Linked DNA regions of Gasterosteus aculeatus: region 2 is linked to region 1. A link is a contact called in public Hi-C data. All regions are on one chromosome and are shown on one strand. The core of a region is the stretch at or near the end of the contact, and the rest is flanking DNA. Distances in the headings are between cores, read along the strand shown. Region 1 holds the start of rspo2 (R-spondin 2). Region 2 overlaps emc2 (ER membrane protein complex subunit 2).

The links. A called contact is a pair of places that touch in the nucleus more often than the background predicts.
Region 2: a Hi-C map of skeletal muscle shows a contact between it and region 1, with 2.3 times the contacts expected there. The contact joins the enhancer-like site here to the promoter of rspo2 in region 1. A contact is called at or near these places in 3 of 6 Hi-C or Micro-C datasets (blood and trunk muscle, liver and skeletal muscle).

What each region holds. Positions count from the first base shown.
Region 1 is chr20:16,240,390-16,246,843 of fGasAcu3.hap1.1, forward strand. It overlaps rspo2 (R-spondin 2), which reads right to left and starts at 3,594. Exons shown (of 6, transcript XM_040166367.2): 1 at 3,030-3,594; 2 at 2,420-2,766. The coding sequence starts at 2,519.
Region 2 is chr20:16,293,336-16,299,789 of fGasAcu3.hap1.1, forward strand. emc2 (ER membrane protein complex subunit 2) reads left to right here. Exons shown (of 11, transcript XM_040165371.2): 11 at 434-1,000. The coding sequence ends at 520. Among protein-coding and RNA genes, the nearest start is that of emc2, 20 kb to the left of the region's middle. Within about 2 kb of position 4,131, at least 3 of the 9 cell types and tissues checked have open chromatin away from gene starts, as enhancers often do.

The DNA of each region.
Region 1 (6,454 bases), core at 2,344-4,843:
GGACAGGGGTTGAGGAGGTGTAAATTCAATATGTTTTGTCATCTGTTTTACATGGGGGGGGAATACAAAAACAAATACAAATGTGTATGCACAGATTCAGCAGCGCAGTAGGAGCTCGGGTCACAAAGTGAGTGAAGAAGACAAGATCAGCCCGAAAACCACAAGAAAATCCCAATCTTGACTCCTTCCAGTGAGCCCCGAGTCATACGCAGTGACCGTTTTTCTCCTCCAAATCCCCTTTTTCATAATGGCATCTCCATCCCTGGCACCTCACTCGCCCAACGGGTGAATGAACTTTCTCTCATGGATGTGAAAATTAAGACGAAAGAAAAATAGAGACATTTGTTGCAACAAAAAAAAAAAGGAAACGGCTTTTTCACGTGCCTTGGTTTCAGCACTCCTGAGCGTTTTTGTATGGCTCCTGGTGCATGCCAGACTGTGGCTGTGTGTAGAGCTGTCACGGGAACCCCGGGGGGATGGGGGGAGGGAGGGGGGGAAGTGGGGGGCTAGAAAAATATTCAAGCATTTTTGGGCCTATATTGGACAGTGATCTCTTACACGTGCTCCTTTCAATATAACCGTGATAAATAAAGGAAAGAGGCAAATACCAAGAACTTGGCCGGCTGCCACTGCTTCCCTAGAATGGCACTTTTGGCCCAAAGTGCCGTTGCCGGCCCCCCCAAACACACACATATACACTTCCAACCTCACTGTATGGGCAAAGCCTGTGCATATTTGCATAGGATTAGTTTGACAAGTGTAACATCCGGTCTGAGAGCTGGTGTGGGCGACAGGGGGGGGGGGGGGGGGGGACAAAGGGGGTTAAAAACGTATAGTCCTCAGCCTGAGGGTGTTCTTGAGGTCAAATGTGTAAGTTAACCTCTTGATCTCATCCCCATTGGTTAGCCCCACCACTCTCTCTCCCCCAATATTACTGCTTGACCATCCAAAGCACCCTCTAGATATAAGCATACCCCCCCCCCCAAATAAAGATAGATACTACTTGGAAAATGGCATTCCACCTCGCATATACCATCTAAGATCACACAGTCCACCGTGAGAGAAACGCGCAGAGGAGCTGAGGAACGTGTGTGTGCCAGTACCCCGCAGTGATTGCCTGATTATTTTCAGATGGGCAGCGGAGGGCTTGCAGAGTGCGGAGGTTCCCCCTGGCACGCAGCGCATATGATTAAATCTGTGATTGCCTCACAATTTACGAGACCTCCACCTACCCCCTGATTTTAAACGAGTGTTTCTACTGTACGGCCACACTGACGCTGCCGCCCCTCCTATCAAAAAAAGAAAAGCTCCGCGAAGTGGTCCACATGTGCGCAATTCCGCGACTCCTCTCACGGTCACCGCTGCGGATATTGGCCGTGTGCTATGTCACCAGTCTGCTTGTGTGTGTGTGTGTGTGTGTGTGTGTGTGTGTGTGTGTGTGTGTGTGTGTGTGTGTGTGTGTGTGTGTGTGTGTGTGTGTGTGTGTGGAGAGAGAGAGAGCGCGCGGCGGGGGCCACTTTGCTAATCCCACTGTCTCCTCATTCATTGGTAGTGTTATTTGCAAAGGCGCTGATCACCTCCTCAACCGCCGCGCCTCTGCTGCGCGATTGTTATGCGGGTTTCCTACCAACTGTTCAAAGTGGTTATGAGATCAATTAAAACCAGCTTAGGGGATGTGTGCAACTCATAAGTCAGAGGAAAAGGGTTCCGTATCTATTCACTAAATAACTCCTAACAATGCGAACCCTCCTCCCTTCCCCTCCCCTCCCCTAAGCCGCCAGTTCTGTATAGACCGATACGCACCAGCAGCTTTTTTAGCACTTTCACATGTAAATAATACAGGGAGCCCTTTGTTGGGACCACAACTTCGGGAAGTAGCATTAACAACACGTCTGGCAACGTGGTTTAAAATACAATTAGCCGGTCCAATGACGCAACGTGTTTCCATATTGGCTTTTGGAGAGCCACACGCGTGGCAAATTTTGCGCACATTTTACGCGTTAAGCTACCGGGCTGTGAAATGGTTATGCAACATGGGAGCTCGCATCTAAGAGATTAATATATCATATATGATGCTGCAAGACCACATTGTAGCTGACAATAAATACAATAAACTCAAGGTGAATTTCTGGAATGTTCTGTGTTAGATCCGCTGCATGTTTGTTAATTGAATAAAAACTTTGATTGTCATCAATCTTTTTTTAATGTTGTCCCCCCCCCCACCCTAAAATTTCCATCCGCTCGGGTCGCACGCGGGCATTTAACAGGATGCGTGGGCAACCTTGTTTAGGACTGTTGCCTCCCGTGACCCACAAACTCTCCGAAAGCCATCTGTTAGAGCGCCGCCACCCCCGCCACCCCCACCCGACCCTGGAGGGATGCTGCTCCTGCAGACCTGCGCGCTACAACCCGGTCTTACCTCTTTTGTTTCTCCTCCAGCGGTGCGACGGCGCCTGACAGTTGCTGTACTCCATACAGTTCAATACGATCAGGGCAAATGAGAAGAGTCGAAACTGCATCTGGACGGCGATCTGTTGGTTCGGACTCCCAGTTAAAAGAAAAAAGAAAAAGAAAAAGCAAGAAAAAAGGTGCCGGCGCGGCTCGGCGTGGATTCGCTGACTTTGTATTGTCCTCTTCCAAGTTTCTTGAGTCGATCCTCCAATGTGTCAAACATCAGACGGGATGCGACGTGTTATCCGGCCGCCGGTCGGGATCATGGTATGGAGCGCGCCGGTCCTCCGGTCAATAAGCGTCCGCTCCGGTGCGCTGCGGGGAGAATGACAAAGGAGGTTAACTTAGATAACAGTGTAATGAAATCAACACCTTCCTAAACAGTGAAGCGTGAGGTGATAAGTAAAGGGGGCGGAGGGGGGTAAAAACAAAAAGCCAAAACGTTGGAGGAGATCACAGATTCGAAGGCGATGCGCGCTGCCCAGACGCCCCTCCACCTCCAACCGCCCCAAAAAGAAACGTGTACCCGTGCGTAATAGTCGCCGGAACGCTCCGCGAAAGAACGTGTCGGTGTGTACCTTGCATCAGAAGTGCAAAATCCGCTCCCGTCCACTTTTAGGTTCCCGCTGAGTGCAAGTGCGGCTCGGCAACATGCAGCATCCCTCTTTTGAGTGAACAAACTTGTGTCTCCAGAAGGGAACAGAGGTCCGAGAAGGAGGCAAACAAAAAGGGGGAAGAAAAAAAAAAGAGATAGGTGGTCTCGGGAAAGGGGTGCGAGGGGATTGTGGGGGTGTCCTCTCCTCCTCTCTGCTAAAACCTTAGATTCCGTTTTACCTGCGTTCCCTCACTGGAACTCCGGTCCGGTTCCGTGTCCCGTGCGCAGCGGTGGAAAAACAAACTCACATGTGTTGCGTGCGTGTTTTTCTTTTTTCCTTTCTGGAGCGGAGAGCGCGGGTCCGCTGAGCCTGCGCGCTGACTTGACTCCCGACTGGTCCTGATGCTTGCTGCCTTTTCTCCTCATATAGAGCCGCGCTGCCGTCACGTGTTGGACCCCTTCTGGTTTTGGACACTGCGCGCGTATTTAAGATGTTGAGGATGACATTTAGTCTCGTCTCCCCTACCACCCCAGCACCCCCTCCCTCCGCCCCCCTCTCTCCCTCCCACCCACCCTCCCCTCTCCACGCACTGCCCGGTGCGAGGTCGCCTCCGGGTCCTAGTGAGTTTCTTTTAAGGGGATATGAGGTTTGGGCTTTTCGGGACTTTATTTTGAGATAGTTTAACGCCTAGAATATTCCTTTGTGGAAGGTTCATTTAAATTCCTAAGGAAAGTGATTTCTATTGTAGATAAAGAAATAAAACTCGAGCTTGAAGTTCGTCTTTTCGACAATTCTATCTGGTTGAGCTTTCTGCCGCAGAGGATTGGCCCGATTGAATAATTAGAGGTTCGCCAAAAAAGGCAATTATCTACATAATGCGCGTAATGATGTGGCCCCGCGAGTCAACCGTCTCGTCACGCCTCTTCCAACGCGCAGCCTCCTCCTCTACTTCTTCTTCCTCCTCCCCCCTCCTCCCCCTCCTCCTCCCCCTCCTCCCCCTCCTCCGAAATCAATGATCATCCTCCGGGAGGCTGGAAGTGTTGGGACGTGAATTAGAATAAAAAGAGCTTCTCTCACGCTGACTCACCCGTGCGACGTCATCATGCAACTTACCTTACGGGATAAGGACCCAAGAGCCCCCCCCCCCCCCACCCCCCCCCCCCCCCCCCCCCCCCGGGACGATCCCAACTCAACAGATTATCTGTCACGGTGGTTTTATGGAAGTTAAACACAGTTTGCAGGACAACAATCAGATACAAGTAATTTATTAATATTGTAAACATCAGTATTTGTATTAGTATTGATCGGTGACTGGTCCCCATCCTCGTTAGGATACACGTGGTGAATGTTTTACCCTCTTCAGCCACTAGGTGTGGCACTAAATCTGCTTTTTTTTTTCTAAACATGTGTGAATTATATTGGCCATGCCAGTTATTCCTCACCAACACAGTGTTAAGTAAAGAACAGCCTTTCACTGCACAGGATAAAATAATGAAACGGTAATAAGGGATTTTAACCACGTGGTGTTCGGGGGCATCTCAGATGCTCGTCAGACCTCCCCAATTTAACATTTACAGAACGTAATTCTTACATGTTGGAATTAAACTTTTAACACAACATTTAACAAAATAGAAAAGGTTTTTTTATTTTTGAAAAGAGAAAAGATATATTATGCAGGAGGGGGGCCTCCAAAAGCACGTGAATAAAAAGGTTGGGACGGTGGTTGTTTGCCCGCCAAAACCTGTGGTGACCTTTGTCCTGACCTGGTGTGTTATTCATCCGGAGAGCAGTGACTGCGGTCGGGCCGGCTGTCAGCCGCAGGCAGGGCCTTCGGTTTGGACCGCGCTCTAAAACAACATCTTGAGAGTGCCCCGTTAAGGTGAACGTGATAATTTAGGCCGCCGGCACTTTTATTTTTCATGATGTGTCACGGAGGAGGCCGGGGGCCGGTAAACCAATCACTTTATCCCCCCCTCCCCCCGTTGCAGTTGCACATAAGTGCCGGTGACGTCAGCATTCGGATGGTCTGGCTCGGAGCCCTCGGTGCCATAATGGCAATGAGGGGGGAGTTGCTACGTCAGGGATCCAGACCGGATTGGTCTTCGGCGTGGGTTCCTGTCACAGCTTACAAGGTATATATATATATATATATATATAAAAAAAAGATTGGAAAAAAAAAAGTTCCAGGCCACAGCGGTCATCTTGAATCTCGAGGAGAGTTCGGCAAAACCGGGAAAGTTCAAGTTATACTTAGCAACTCCCCACGTTTGCGGCTCCGAAAAGGAAAGAGGCAATTCCCGAAATAATTTAACGTGACATTCACAAACAAAGCTGACGCATTACAGCACACTTTTATTGGCTCGATGGATCTGCCTGCGTCTCACACTAAAAAGGGCACATTTAGTAACTACTGTGGAGCGTGAAGCGGAAAACCAATATTGACACTTTTACATTTACATTTATGAGGCCTCTCCAGTAAATCTCCATCTGTTGAAGAAGATCATACGCATTGCCAAAAGCTTTGGAAAAAAATATTACATGGACTTCAAGTTGGGATTGTTTTTTTTGGCTATTGTAAATCTACTTTATGAAAGGACATGAACGTTTAGGTCGCTAATTAATCAAACCCCCCGAGAGCATCATGTTATATGTGTGTCTTTCTTTGGCGTGGCTGCAGACTGGTGACCACCTTCGTCCTTCTCCAGGGCCAAAGAAAACCTTTAGTTCTGCGAAGAGTCGAAACCTCTTGGTGGATACGCAGCTTACGATAATCAATCCTCACACTCCGCTCAGTACGGGTAGGCGGGGACCGAATCCTTAAAGAGGCAAAAACACGTTTGACACGGACGGCACTCTAATAAGATTGTTAATTCAAGCGCCGCACTGCCAACTCCTGGTGTGCTTTTTTCTGAACTTAAACTTTAGAGTCGTAATTGACTGAAGCTGTGAGCGATGTCCTGCGATTGGCTGGACCCCGTCTCTCGCCCCATGTTAGCTGGCAGTGACTGCAGACCCCCCCCCCCCCCGCGACCCTGTATGAAGAGGCGAGGCGGCTTTGAAGATGGATGGATGGATGCGAGCCATGTCAGAGATTTATACTTTTTAATCAAGAAATGTTAGATTCCCCAAATTGACACCCTTTTTTTGTACTCCTTTTAAGGCCACCAGTAATGAAGTGTCTGGTAGTCTGCTGGCTCCTGTTTTCCAAAAGAGTTGAGAGAGAATTCACTTCACTCTGTGATATCGTCTGATACGTGGCCTCCTTTAGTGATGAGCCCAATGAAACAGGTGTATTTCTAAGTACTAATCCTCATTTAAATTAAATTATATGGAAAAAGGCAAGTGAAGGAATGGCCGCCCGTCTGTGAGCAGCACTGAGTCATGAGAAGGTCTGAAGCCCAGAGGAG
Region 2 (6,454 bases), core at 2,881-5,380, 53 kb after region 1:
GTATGTGTGCGCGCGCGAGCGTAATCCCGGATTTGCTTGTGGATTATAAATCGCGGCGCTTCCTGTGGAGTCGGAAGAAATGAGAGCGCTACGGGCTCCTGTGCTAGAGGTCATGGAAGTGGACTAATGTGGGCATCCTGTTTTGGAGCGCACACACATCTAAAATGACACTTATGCAACAGTTGAGGTAAAAGCCTGCTAATTAGTATCATTGTGTGACTTTGCACCACCGCCACCTAAAGACCACTGTCTCCTCCTTGAAGCGTGCTGCTGCGAGGTGGATGAGGTCATCTCGGCCTCTGATGTTGTGTTAAAGTGTGTTTGGCAGACAGACCTAATGAGCTGATGTTCTCTTCCAACTCTCTCCCCACCCCCCCTCTCCCTTTCCCCCCCACCCGATGTCTCTCTTTCACCTTCCCTCTCTGATGTGCAGCTGGCCGGTCACGGGACCAAGGAGAGCAAATGCTCCATGAAGGCGGTGGAGGAGATGCTGGAGTCCATGCAGATCACCATGTCCTAGGCGACCTCGTCTCCGCCTCCCTCCCGCCCTCCTGTTCCCACACGACCACTTGGAGAGACACGGCAGCTCAAACAGCCTTGCAATGTGACCAGAACCAGATCTCTAACAGATTATTCTTATTTCCCTCTCTGGACGATGGAAGACATTGGTTTGACTCAAGATTTCCTCACCCATCTGGAACACGCAACAGCGGATTAGAAGTATTTCAATTTATTTAAACATGTTGTACTTAATATTAACCCAGCTGTGATTCCCTGTGTGACTGGATTGTCTCTTTTCTAACCTATATCACTAATTAGTAAATCCACATCAAGGCTATAGCTGTGTGAGCAGAAAAGATGAGCTATTTATAGAGACCATGTGGAGACGCTACCTGTCTGCACTGGGTCCTTTACTGTTTCTGTGCTGTAAAGTATCTTTGATCATTTTTTTTTGCTTAATCTTCTAAAATGTTTTAATAAAAGTAGAACTGATTACCAACACATTTTCTTAATGGCTGTTTGTAACAGAAGAGTTAGTCTATCGTTGTTTTTTTCAGGTGAGGGGGTTCCATTCATTGACGAACACAGCAGTGACACTTATTGTCCCATTTGAACCCGGCGTAATTATCCCGGAGAAGGATGAGAGACATTTGTCATTGAGAAGGCGGATGCGGTAACAACAGGGGCATCAGACGGGGGCCTCTTCTTTCCCACCGATTCCAGCTGCAAAATCCTGCCTTTCAATTACCGTAGACAGCCGCTGAACCAACTTCCGCACACTGCAGAACACCTCTGTCATTTCAGTTCAGAGCGCTTCAGAGGGCGCTGCCAGTAATCTACACGCAACAAGATGGAAAGAAAAAGAAAAAAACCCATCATATTCGTGGATCCGAACCCGTGTGACAGGCGGCGAAGAGAAAGACGCTTGAGTGCTGTGGGAGGCAACGCCGCCTTCCCCTGCTGTTCACTGGGCTCGCACGGGGAAGCCAGTGATCATCAAAGGTGGTCGCTCACCCGTGCAATGTCAGCTGTTGCATCCATTTATTTTGTTTATTAAGTTGTAGAAATCGTCTCATAATTTCACTCTGCGGCCCGTGAGAACTTGAATGTTTTTTCTTTATTTCTTACATTTTTTTTGACCGCTCTTAAGTGGAAAGCGGTCAAAGCCTAATATGGAAACCTTTATTGTCAAGTGTTTTAATACTCTGGCCTTGGTCAGTGGCTACATGAGTCTGCGTTTGATTTTCTCCTCCAGTCCGACCCAACCAATGAAGACCAGGGGATGTTTGAGCCTAAACTGACTTTGGTTATTTTTAGAGAAAAAGGGCTGAGGCTAACTAGCTCCTTTTTTGAAGAGTTTCAGGCGGAAAGCTGTGTGATTTGGAGAAACTGTGTTTCAAAGGCCGTGTGCAAATATTGGCGTACAAGTCTTTATGGACCTGTAAAAAGGGGAACAGAAGGTGTCATGACATATCGGTGCCAAACACGCTGAGGCAATAGTGCCATCTGTAGTCTGGATAAAGAACTTTAGCCTTTTAAACCCTTTGTCCGCAATGAGTGGCGCTACGCACCTGGAAGTAGACCATCGCCGTCATGCGTTAAACATCACGCGAACTTGACCAATATGTGCTGTTATTTCTAGGTAGTCTGCAACCCTGATTTCAAGAAGAAGAAAAAGATGCGTTACGCATCATTTATCATTCGGGAATCCCGGCGCAATCCAAGCCGCGCTCTCGTTGAGCCAAGAAGAACGGCGCGTGGGCCCCGCCGATTCACTGCTTCCCCTCTCTCCGTTTGTGTCCCAACTGGCTCCGGTCATCCTTTTTGACATTTGTCCCAGTGGCTCAGATCTTATACCTGGACAGCAAAGCCGCACCAACAAGACCGAGGAGAGGCGGTCAGAGGACCCCCTTAACCCCCGCTAAGCTGCCGGATCAGTTTAGTGTGTGTAGGGGATTCGCTATTACTGCGGCCCGTAATCCTGGATTCCATGGGAGATTAGCTCCCGGAGAGGGTTTGCTTCTCCTCGGTGGCCAGGTTATCTGAACAGGATGAGCTCCGGGATGATGAGCTTACACCGGGGGAAAGAGCAGAACCCGATCGGCCTGTTCATCAAAAGCAGGGGGGGGGGGTGATTTACAAGTGTCCAAGGCCGTCTCGGAGACTCATCCCAGAGCAGCTTCGCAGTGTTAATTGAAGCACAAAGGCCAGGGTTTTTTGGGGAGATCAAAGTGGAGATGGAAGAGGAGTGGATTTTGGCGAGCTCGGGTGTAACAGAGAAGCTGTGTAGGAACAAGAAGGTGGAGGGCCTGCGAGACACGGCGGGAGGAGCCAATGTGCTCCATGAGCGAGGGAAGTTTCCCAGGGTGAGTGGAAAGGGAGAGCAGGGCTCCAGCTAAGCTCATCCATCTCGAGCGCTAAAGATGGATGAGGCATGCAGCGCTAAATCCTGCCCTGTCCAGAGCCTGGTGATGAAATAGTGTTTTGGCTACGAGCGAGGACTGACCGACCCGCACTCCCCTTTTTCTGGGACTGGAGCAGCAAGATTGGATCAGTCAAATAACACCTGACATTAGTCAACACCCATAAAAGAAAATAATTACCACATTTTTTGTGGTCATTGTACAATATCACCTGGTTGATTCCATCATTTTTTTCCCCTTACACAATTGCAGCAGCATGAATGCAAACTTAATTTTTTCCCTCAAGGGCATTGGCGCTGGAAAAATGATTTCCTCAAGGCAAGAGACCGTCCCTGAGAGAATTATGTGTTTGTGTTTGAGGGAGAGAAGTGCTTATGCAAGTGTGATTATGAATGTGCGGACAATGTGCAGGCATGCCTCAGTGTCAGCTTGAGTTTGTGCGTGCATGCGAGTTGGACTGTGTGGTAATTTCAACAGTATGAAGCGCTTTTTGCCCTTGGAATTAACTATTGGCTCAAGGCTTTGCTGGTCCTCCTAAACCTCTTGACCGGGAGGCTCCAGACTGCTGCGATTGCTTCCAGAGGATATTCTGTGGCCACTACGAGCCGTTCTGGTTGTTGCGCCCGGCTTCTCAGCTCCAGGCTCTCTGGCAGCGGCCTCGGCCGCGCACGTCGAGGCTGCGTCCTGTCTGCAGACTCTGTCACGGCGCGGGGCATGTGTCAAAATCACAGAGAGGGCAAGTCGCCGGCTCCAATAGACAGTTGTTCTTTCCAGCGCGGGCCTTCCAAACCGCAAATCCCTTCTCAGGGCGTCTTCTCAGCCAGAATGCACAGGCGCACCCCACACAGGGCCTGGGGCCGACATTACATTAAGGAGGGAAAACCAGAATTGGCTTCTGATTGAGCTTCCTGGGTGATTGTTAATGGCAACCACAAAGGGGTATTTTATACCCCGAGAGGGATGCAACAGAGCCTTGGAGTATGTAAATGTAGTGTGGGAAGTGGGGGGGGTTACAGACAAGGCTTTACATGGATTTATGGATGCGTGCAAGCTGTAACATGTTATTTCATGGGCATTGCGAGACATCTCATCTGTCACATGATAAGAGGAACAGGAATGGTGAACGCTATTTTACTACAGTTCCAAGGCGAGGTGCCAGACCTCATTCCAACGGGAAACAATGGAGCGCATATTCCCCCACGTTGTACCTTTGATGCCGTGTCAACACTTCCTTCTCTGGATTTGAAATACCCACATACCAGACTGTCAGCGGGAGAATGTTACTCAGTCGCCCACGCAGGCCGCGGAGCAGTTGTGAGGTGCCTTTATTGCACAACTTCCATTTTATGCTATTCGTGAATCGTACTTTTAGTCCAAAATGACACGTATGACAGCTTTAGCAGCCTAGTTACATGTTTTACATGGTCCAAAGCTACAGCTAACTTGTTAATGGTGGGATTTAGGCATGCTGATCGATGGGTTAGCTTTGGACGGAACCATGCTAGCCTTTTCCCGCTTTTCTGGTCCTTGTGATGAGCTAAGCTAACTAGCTGCTAGCTGTCATTCCATATTTTGCCTACAAATTAAGTAGTACCACTCTTCTCACCAAGAAAAGCAAAATAAGTAAGTCCCAAAATGTTGAATTGTTCCTTTAAATTAATTTATTTTAAGTGTCTAAATACTTCTTCACCCACTGCATGCCGTTCGCTCCCGACTCAACCTGTTACAGAATGAGGCCATATAGGCCCATTGTGCTCCAGCATAATGCACAGAACATCACATATTCTGCTTTTAGTAATAATCACCGGCAATATTGTTATTAATTGCATCCACATGTGTTCACATGAGCTGCGCCCATGGCTGGTTTAATTTAGCAGTTGGCCGGTTCCTGTATCCTCATGGTAGCCGTTTGTCTCCTCCATTGTCTCTGCAGTCGTTGGTCACTATTAATTTCCTCAACTATGATAACTGGCAAACATGGAAGGGTTTGAAATGAACTAAACGCCCGCATCCCTAGTGAAAAGTACTTCTCGGCCTGGTGTTGTTTGATATGTGTAAATCATGGCATCAGTGAGCGGTTGAAGTCTACATCTGCAGGAAATACTGACATGCAATGTGGTCTGCTGACTCGCTCCCACTGTATTTGTTTCCCCGCCGTTCAGTTGCCGAGTCATTCCGCAAGCAGCAGCATTACCGTATTACATGCCTTCTCATATACATCCAGTCAAGATTCATCACTCTCCTCCCCTGTGACATGATCTCCTGGCAAATAGACATGAAAACACCCTCTCGTAGAAGATAAGGGGAGACAACCAGACATTCGCCTTGGATTGCGAAGAACTCTACCGTGGTATTGCCACGTACGATTTTGTGTGCGGTCAAGAACCCACACATACATGCACACACACTCGTCGGTGTAAACTTGGCAGGTGAGCGATGCCACCATCTGCTTGTGGAAAGAGGGGTATGGCAGGCTGACAACCACAAACAGCCAAGGTAATAGTGATGGGTTCCACTCAGTCTCTATCTCCCAGACAGCGAAGACTCCTCAGAGCCTGGACCTCGTACAGCATGGACCACGCCACAGCGACAAAGTGCTTCTCCAGTGTGCTGGCAGCCACAGATGCATTGCTCAGACATCGACGGAGTTTTGTGTAAACCAAACAGAATTTGTTATTCATCCAGCTCCTTCTCATGCAAATCTTGGAGACAGTTTCCTCCACTACTTCCAGGTAGGGATTACTTAATAAATGCTAATTGGGGAGAGAGTTCTGCTGGTGGAGGATTCTTTGCTGTTGGAGACACATAATGGAAGCAACAGAAACACGCAGAGAGATTAATTGAAACGGTGATGTAAGGCCAAACAGACAAATAGAAAAACAGACAAACAAAATAAAAATAAGTTTATGAGTTGGGTCCCCAATCAAAGTAATGTTTGGAATCAATGCCACAGTACAAAAAGCACGGGCTGCAAATCCATTACCTATATTGCAGACTTTTAAAGGACATTTTGTTCACCTGGACTGTGGACAGCAGAATCTCTTAATTAGGCATTGCTCTATTTTAGGAACACTAAGAAATCACATTCATGGAGCCACTAATGCTGCATAAACTTGGCAACATTGCGTTTCTTCAATCACGGAGTACGTGTAAATTCTTGCATATCAGTCTTGACATTTCCTATATTAAAAGGACACAGTTGATCATCTAGATGGCAGTCGGCCCTGTGACCTCCCCCGAGCTATTAGTGTTGGCTAAAGTCTCACGTTTTTTCTTTGTTCTCCCAGAGAGCCAAACCATAGATTCTAATTTCACCACATGTTTCTCTTGGGTCCTGGAAACCTTTCACATAAACACACATTATGTTTAGGTGTTGCATGAAAGGTCCCCACAGTCTTGTAACACATTCGACAAAGCAGATCGCGTTGCAAAAAGCAAAATGCGTTACAATCAATGCTGGCAGTGATCCGCTTTGTCCATTTTTAATAATTCACCAGCAGCACAGAGAGGGAATCATTTCTACACCATAG